2 separate regions of the Rattus norvegicus genome follow, and region 1 is linked to region 2. Evidence: chromatin contacts called from public Hi-C data. All regions are on one chromosome and are shown on one strand. Each heading gives the region's core, a stretch centred on a gene start, on an enhancer-like site or on the middle of the called end of the contact. The rest is flanking DNA. Distances are from core to core; before and after follow the strand shown. Region 1 overlaps LOC120097571 (a long non-coding RNA gene). Region 2 has its middle 160 kb from the start of Irs2.

Region 1 (4,051 bases), core at 744-3,243, 170 kb before region 2:
GATCTGGTCTCCAGTCCCTCACTAACACCCTGCTGGAAAGGCAGTGTTACATTCTGGTCCTTGCAATTATGTTTTGTTCCCAGGGGCCAAAGCAATGGATTCATCCTGGAAAAAAATGGCATTGCCTCCAGGACATGTTGCATTTCCAGACCAGTAGCACTAGGCCAGAAGCAAGTTATTCTGTCAGTTAGGGTAGCCAGGGCTGACTATTAAAGAAGAACAATGTTGATAATATGCATTTGGGGCAGAAAACAATGCATCAGGGATCCTACAACTCTCCCGTATCTGCTTATGAAATAATGAAAACTACAGCCTTCCAGTTCAGGCAGGATTCTTCATGTCTTGACCGGTAGAGATATCAGCTCTCTGTCCAACCCCAGGGTCAAGAGACACAAACACAGGAGTGTAGGTTCATCTGCTGGGTTCTCTCTCTCTGGAGAATGGCTGAACAAGTGAAGAAACTGTTCTAGAATTGAAGAAGTTCTTATGTTCTACTTACTGTTTTTCTCTGCCCTTCTAAACACAGCAGTCATGTGGACTGCCCTAAACCAGGTTCCAGTTACACAAATTATCTAGTTATCTCTAGAAAGCAAATTATAGTTTTGTGAATTCATAACAGAGATGAGTAGTTGGTGCGATTTCTTGAGCCTCCTGAGATGGGAGTAAGAAAGGAAATATGTTTAGCTATTCTTTGTCTGGGGAGCAAACAGGTTGACAGCAGGTCTGCCCAGACTCTGTGATAGTTTGAATGAAAAAAATGTCCCCTTAGGCTTTTGTATGTGGACACTCGGTCCCTGGTTGCTAGAGCTGTTTGGGGAGATTATGGAATCTTTATGGGAAGAAGTCCTGCTGGAGGAAGTTCCCCGTCTCATCACATTTCCTGCTGGGGCTTTCTGTGTACAGATAAAAATGTGAAAAGCTGGCCTCCTGCTCCTATCACACACCAGGCTTTTCCCACCATGGTGAACTCTATCCCTCTGAACTATAAGGCAGAATAAACTCTTTGCCTTTGGTCGTGGAGGTATCAAAGAAATAGAAAGAATACCACACACACACACCCCACAAACATACACACATAGACATAAACATATATACACATACATACACATACACACACATATATATACATATATATACACATACATACAATACACAGACACACACCATACACACAAATATGCAAACATACTAAATACATACATACACATGTATCGCACACATACATACATATATACACATACACATACATACACATACACAAACATGCTACAGGCATACATACACACACATACACACACACACACACACACACACACACACACACACACACCACTTTTAAAAACCTTTTTAAAAGTGTTTTGCTCACCTAGATAGTAAAGTGGGGCATGTGAGGACAGAAGGGACTTCATGGGTGAGAGGAAAGGGGATGCTTCAGGCCAGTTGCTTAGGTGATGTTCTCTATATCACAACTGCTCACTTGAACTCTTGGTTTGTAGAATCAGGGCGTTTCCTATGGTGGGAATAGCAGATGTGAGAATGATCTGGAAGATTCTCAGCCCCTACCGTGTTGTCCTTGACTCCTGCTCCCACCCCTGCCCTGTGACCTTGTTATTGTGACTGGCCCTACTGTGTGCTCCCGAGTGACTTGATAGATTGAGTGCTGTATCCCACAGCTATACTGAGAGGCTGGAGAGGGAAAGGTTTGAAATATGTGAAAGGGAAATGAGTCATGGACTGCACTTAGTCATGGCCAACTTTGTCTGAGTGTGACTAAAGTGAGGTGTATGATCTCTTTACATTCTGTCAGCAGAAGGCAAACGACTAAACTCTTTATACCTGTAACAATAAGTAGCTCTCTGGACTGGAGTGTTGAATGGAAGTCATGGCATACACAGAACCAACGTTCTGTGAGGTCCTCCCACACAGAGGGAGTCACCCCGAGCCTGATACAGCCCTGTTTCATTTCTGTCTCTCTGCCTGGGGACATCAGCCATAGACAGCTGTAGCAGAAGCGCTTGCCAGTAGTTCTCATGGACACAGGGGATGGCCCTTACAAAGGTCACAGCAGCCTGACACGTGACCTTGGATGTCCCTTCCACACCTGTCTTCATGGCACTTCTCTACTGAGAACGTGTTAAGTCACAGCATTTGAGCAATACCAAAACCAAAACAAAACAAAGTGGGGGAGGGATTTCACAGCAGCCACTACACAATCACCCATGGCTGAATAATTACTTCACCCTAGAGGACAGGGTGTGTTACAGAGGCAGCTTCGGCTGTGGTAATGAGTATAGGAGGCTGCTTGGTCACTTCTCAAATGTGACAGGAAGCAGAGAAATGTAGTGAAGCAGGGTGTGATGGTTTGTATAGGCTTGGGCCAGGGAGGAGCCTATTAGAAGGCATGGCCTTGTTGGAGTAGGTGTGTCACTGTGGGTGTGGGCTTAAGAACCTCATCCTAGCTGCCTGGATTGAGTCTTCCACTAGCAGCCTTCAAATGCAGATGTAGAACTCAGCTCCTCCTGCACCATGCCTGCCCAAAGGCTGCCATGTTCCCACCTTGGTGATAGCAGACTGAACCTCTGAACCTGTAAGCCAGCCCCAATTAAATGTTGTCCCTTACGAGACTTGCCTTGGCCATGGTGCCTGTTCACAGAGGTAAAACCCTAACTAAGACACAGGACTAGGCTCTAAAATACTCTTTCTCCCCCTAGGCCTGAAGGTGTTTCCCAAAACAGTACCGCAGCTGGGGTCTGAGTGTTCAAACCCTTGAAGGGACATTTCACATCCCTGTCAAGGGTCCCTCACTCAAATCAGTTCTTCTGTGCAGCTCAATATTTCTGAGAGGATAATGAAACAAGTCTTTACTGTTCAGGTCAGTTAGAAACTAAAGATAGTTCCTCTGCCCTCCAACTCTATTCTTCAACTTTGAACATGTTCAGAGAAGATGTATTTTTCCGATGCTGATGAGCAGGACCTCACAGGCCTAGCGCAGTCAGTGGCTAATTTGCACGAGTTTTGTGGGTAGCTAGGTACTGACTAGACATCTTTTTCTTACTTCTTTTTTCAAGCACCAAAGTAAAGATTGTTGGGAATCACACACTTCCTTGCCCAGAATCTGGTGGCCTAGATGAGCAGAACTGAGATGTGGCATCTGCTGTTGAGTGAAGCCTTGGGGTATAACTGGGAGCTGGCGGAAGAGGTAGTCAGCCTTCATCCACCCTTGTAACGTTTTCTCTCAATATGGCTTTGTCTCATAAAACCATGCCGGGAGAAGATGAAAGCAGGCATATGCCCACCACATTGGATCTGGAGTGTATTAGATGATTGTACTTGTGCTAGCATGTTCTGCCTTGCTCTCACTGGGGTACCATTGAGTGGACTTGTTACTGAAACCTAAGTGGCAGAGAGACTTCAGAGACAACCATAGGCCACTGATAAACGCTGCATTAGTCACTTTTCTGTTGCTGTGATAAAAATACCATGACTTGGAGCAATTTAAGGAAGCGAATGTTTATTTTTGGCTTTCAGTTGCAAGAAGCTAGAGTCTGTTGTGGTGGGGGAGGCATAGCATGCAAACCAAAGAACTTTGGGGTCTCTGTGTCCTTCATATGCAGCAGAGAGACCAATTGCAGGAGACAAGGATGCATTTCAGTTCAACACAACTAAGTCCGGTTGTGGTAGTTGCAATAGGTATGGTCCCCATAGACTCATGTGTTTGAGTGTTCGGCCCATGGAGCATGGCCCTATGGGGAGGTGTGGATTTGTTGGAGTAGGTGTGCCCTTGTTGGGGGAAGGGTGTCACTGTGGGGGTGAAGCTTTGAAGTCTCATATATATGCTTAAGTCTGGTCAGTGTGATCCAGACTCCTACTGCTGCTTTTAGATTAAGATTCGGAACTCTCAGCTCCCTCTCCAGTACCATGTCTACCCACCATGATGATAGTAGACTAAACCTCTGAAACTGTAAGCCATCTCCAATTAACTGTGTTCCTGTGAAAGAGTTGCCACGGTCATGGTGTCTCTTCATAGCAATAGAAACCCAAACTGAGACAC
Region 2 (4,479 bases), core at 1,133-3,632:
CCATCTGGTAAAGATGCGTAGCCAGAGAAAGAACGGAAAGTATCCCACATCTGTTGGATGTGACTGGGTGAGCATGCTATGTGAAGCCGTAAGCTGGCAGCACCCTGCCTTGTCTGACTGTACTTTTCACAGGCTCCTTATGTGGTGGCTTCATGGGCTAGTGGTGAACCAACAGGTCTGCTTATGAAAAATCTGCTCCTAGTCCCTCCCATCCAGTAGCCTATATGGCATTTTTGCAGTCTAATCATTGGACTGCAGATGCACGAGTATAGGAAATCAGGATTGTCTTAGTCAGGGTTTCTATCCCTGCACAAAACATCATGACCAAGAAGCAAGTTGGGGAGGAAAGGGTTTATTCAGCTTACACTTCCACACATCGCCTAAGGAAGTCAGGACTGGGACTCCAGCTTGGGTCATGTTGACACACAGAACCAGCCAGCGCACAGGGGCCGGTCAGAGCTTCTGCCTGAGGAGAAAAGAATGCAGGAGAGCGGGGTACTCAATCCTCGCTTTCTAGTAATCCGTTCAAATCTGCACTTCTTCCAGAAGGCCTTTTATTTCAAAACCCATTTTAAAAGTCAATGACCATTAAGCATGGAGAGACGTGAGTGGGCTTCCGCTCTGTATTTCATTTGACATGCTTCCAAGTTGCTGTCCGTCCATTCGTGGCTTCCACGAGGGGATGGGGGGACATCGTAAGCTAAATGCACCAAACTCTGAACTACTGAATTTCTTCTGCATCTTAGAGACGTGTGAACCCAGTGCAGACCTGTTTTCCTCATAGCTCCAGAGAAGCAGAAACTCAGAGACACCTGCCATGCTGTAGCTTCTAAGAGGCTGGAATTCCCTTCCCCACATTCCTGAGAGAGTTAGCAATGAGATACAAGTGCTTCTCACAGACCCACAGCCCTACCTTGGCTCTCTGGAACCTCTAGGTATGGGCTGGCACTAATGTTCTCTGACACCATCTGTTGTCCCTTCTCTGGGAGCAAAATCCCTGCTTGTCTGTATACTCTGTGGCCGTGAATGGATCCGCTCCCACCTGCCTCCTCCCTTTGTTCTTTCCCTTGATCCTCTAGGGTAAAGAGAACCAGTTGGCAGCTTGGCAAGGTGACTCTTTTATAAGGGCATGTCCTGAGGTAGCACACGGCCTCTTCCTGGCCAGGGTAACTGCTGGTACAGGATAGAACGCCTTGGTGCTTGGCCTCCAGAGCCACCATTCATTACACAGTCTTTATCTTTGTGCATATCCTGGAACAATACTCTTAAATAAATACTCTCAGGGGCATTTTTTTTCTCTGTGGGTATTGACTTTTGTGTTTCCATGACCTCAATGGGACCCAGAAATGGAGGAGTCAGGAGGTTTAGCAAATAAGCATTTGCCGCTGTCTACGCACACAGGGACAACTGTGAGGGATGGTGTTTTGTTTTCCAAGGGAGGCACGTCATTGATATGACACAGTCCGTGTATGTGAGCACATGGCGGCTTGGAAGTTTCCATTTGACCCCGAATGCCAGATAAGCCTATGTCCAGTGAGCAGGGGCAAGCTGTTCTTGAGAGCAGGAGGCCTTGTCACTGCCCAGCCTCTACCCCTGAGCCTTGGCCACACCCTTGAACTCTCCAGGCTGTCAAGTGCACTATACAATCAGGGAAGACTCCGGGGCTTCCCATCTGATATTCCAAATGGTTTTAATGTGTTTAATGAGATTCTGTAACATGAATATAAAAGTCCCCAATGGAGGAGTTAGAGAAAGAATTGAAGGAGCTGAGGAGCTTGCAACCCCATAAGAACAACAATATCAACCAACCAGAGCTCCCAGGGACTAAATCACTACCCAAAGACTACACATGACAGATCCATGACTTCAGCTGCATATACAGCAGAGGATGGCCTTGTTGGGATGGCCAGTGGGAGGAGAAGCCCTTGGTCCTGCCAAGACTGGACTCCCCAGTGTAGGGGAGTGTCAAGGCAGGGAGGCGGGAAGAAGTGGGTGGATGGTTGGAGGAACACCCTCATAGAAGAATGGGGAGAAGGGATAGGATAAGGGGATAACATCTGAAATGTAAATTTAAAAATATCCAATAAAAAAGGAATAAATTTAAAAGAAAAGAAAGTCTGGGGAAAAAAGAAAAGTATAGAAAACATCACCACGTAGCCTAGTTTTAAAATCCCGTTTTGTTTACCATGGGTCACCATTTACCACTACCATCCCGGTGGCGCTGGCATATTTGTTTACACCCGGGGATATGGAAGCTTAGCTAGGGCGGCTATGGAGTCCACACATAAGAGTGTGGCAGTCATGGATGGGAATCTACTAGAGAGCCACCCACACCCCCTCAGGGAACACCCAACTGCCAATCTTAAGCGTGTCTCCCTCTGCTCATCCTCGTTAGCCAGAAGCACAAAGGTCCACTCATCACAAGCCAGGTTCCCATGACAGCCTGCCAAGAGGAACCACGAAAGAGGAAGAGGAAATCCAAGCTCCCCGGGCCATTGTGTTTATTTGTTCTGAAACTAGAGTGGCTCCATTCATACCTTAGGACAGCAAGTGTGTTCTTGTATGACATCCAGAGGATGATGGGACATTTTTTTCCAGGGGCCTGGGGGAGAGGGAACCTATTTCTTTGTTTCTTTTATTAAAAAACATCCAAATCCTGCCTCTCCCTTGCAACTTTCCAGTCTGGCCAATGATAGAGGAACTCCTACATAGCCAGACATGTCTGGCCTCCTCGAAACCTGAAGGAACCCAGGGCATATGCCCAAGTGCCCTATCCCGTCCCTTCTCACAAAAGGCACACAGCTCACAGGGCTGAGCGCCCTTTCAAACACGAACGCTGGGACTACGGGAGAGATGCTGCGACAGCTCAACCACCTGGTAAAACAGGACTTTTCCTAATCCCTCTTTGTCCCAAAGGGTCTCAGGAATCACCTTTTAAAATCTCACCACCTACGCTAAGCAGAGTGTGAGACAGAGTGATGCTGCTATACATCTGTAGACCCAGAACCCGGGAGGCCAACCTAGAAGGATCCAGAGGGTGATGCCAGCAAGAGCCTGACTTCAGTGCTGTCTAAAAATGGTTAGAAGAATCTCTGAGTGGAGAAGATAACACACATGAGGCCTAGAATTTCAGTCTTTAGCTCTGGAGGTTGATGGGGGCACAGCACTCCTTTCTAATGTCCAGATTGAATAAAACCCTCAAACATTCAGAGTGGGTTTGATTTTCCAAAGGAACACACTGCGTGGATCTTTGTGGGCAGGTATGTGCACATGTGTGTGCCAGCCTCAGGTACCGCTCCTCAGGTTCTTACCTTAGCTCTCTTGGGGCACCTGAAGCTCACTGATTAGCGTTGTTAGCCAGTGAGCTTAAGGGACCTGCCTGTCTCTGCTTCCCCAGTGCTGGGATCTCGAGACTGTGCCACCACACCTGGCTTTTTTATATGGGTCCCGGAGATTGAAGACGGGTCTCTATGCTTGCATAATTTTACCGACAGCTGTCTTCCCAGCTGCAAGTATTTTGACCCCAGTTTAGTGCGTGTGGTCAGTTCTTAGGCTGCACAGCACTGCTTTCTAGCTCTAAATGGATGCGTAATAACTATGAGGAGGAGTGAGTGGAGCTAGATTGGGTGACAGTAACGTTCTCGGAGGAGATGTAGGAGCTTCCCGAGCTCTCTCCTCTGTAATTACCGTGCCTTTCATTGACTGACACTGCTGACGTCCTGTAAAACAGCTAGCATGGCAATAGCACCTGTGACAAACCCCCACGACCAAGTTCACAGGAGAAACAGGCAAAATGCATACCCAAGAAGAGCGATTTCCTATAAAGCCTGGCCACTGGGTGCAGGCATCACCTGGGCTGGGTTAGGGGATGTCTGGTAGGTAAGACATCCCTTCTGAATGGACCTGTGAGAAGTTTCCAGAGGAGAGGGGCCTGTGAGTCAGTAGACAGTATGGAAGACAGCCACAGGCAGGCACCACGGGAGGGCGGAACAAAAGGCTAAGAGAGAGAGAATCTTCCTGTAGCTGGTTCTCTTCTGGGCAGGGACTGCCCTTCCCTTGCTCACAGGCTTGCATTATGGGACCTGGCACCTTCACTGACAGCCCAGGATCTCCCAGTTCACAGAAACCCTGTTGCAGGATTTCTCTCCTCCATAACTGCATGAGCCAAACTCCAATAAATATGTCCACCTGTCTGTGTGTCTGTCCGCCTGACATCTATTTAACCTGTCCATCTATAATCCATCCTTCAATCTACCTGGTATTTCCATCTATTATCCATCATCTATCTGATATTTTCAGGTGCTTATCATCTGCCTACCTGTCAGTATCTCTAACCTATCCGTTATCTGTCAGTCATCTCTCTGTCTGACCCACCCATCCATCCACCCACCCCTGATCCATTTCTCTAATCCATCCCTCCATTCACCAGTCCACCCATCTAACTGCTCTTCTTCCTCTTTCTAGATCTCTAGAAAACAA

The links. Hi-C and Micro-C count contacts between places; a contact is called where the count stands out from the background.
Region 1: a Hi-C map of liver shows a contact between it and region 2, with 4 times the contacts expected there. The contact joins two enhancer-like sites. A contact is called at or near these places in 2 of 12 Hi-C or Micro-C datasets (both in liver).

Annotation. Positions count from the first base shown.
Region 1 is chr16:85,526,848-85,530,898 of GRCr8, reverse strand. It overlaps LOC120097571 (a long non-coding RNA gene), which reads right to left. Exons shown (of 7, transcript XR_010058510.1): 2 at 1,367-1,510. Among named protein-coding and RNA genes, the nearest start is that of Irs2, 340 kb to the right of the region's middle. Within about 2 kb of position 1,993, at least 9 of the 93 cell types and tissues checked have an H3K27ac peak or open chromatin away from gene starts, as enhancers often do. A contact at or near this core is called in liver, where this site is marked.
Region 2 is chr16:85,352,709-85,357,187 of GRCr8, reverse strand. No RefSeq gene overlaps it. Among named protein-coding and RNA genes, the nearest start is that of Irs2, 160 kb to the right of the region's middle. Within about 2 kb of position 2,382, at least 4 of the 93 cell types and tissues checked have an H3K27ac peak or open chromatin away from gene starts, as enhancers often do. A contact at or near this core is called in liver, where this site is marked.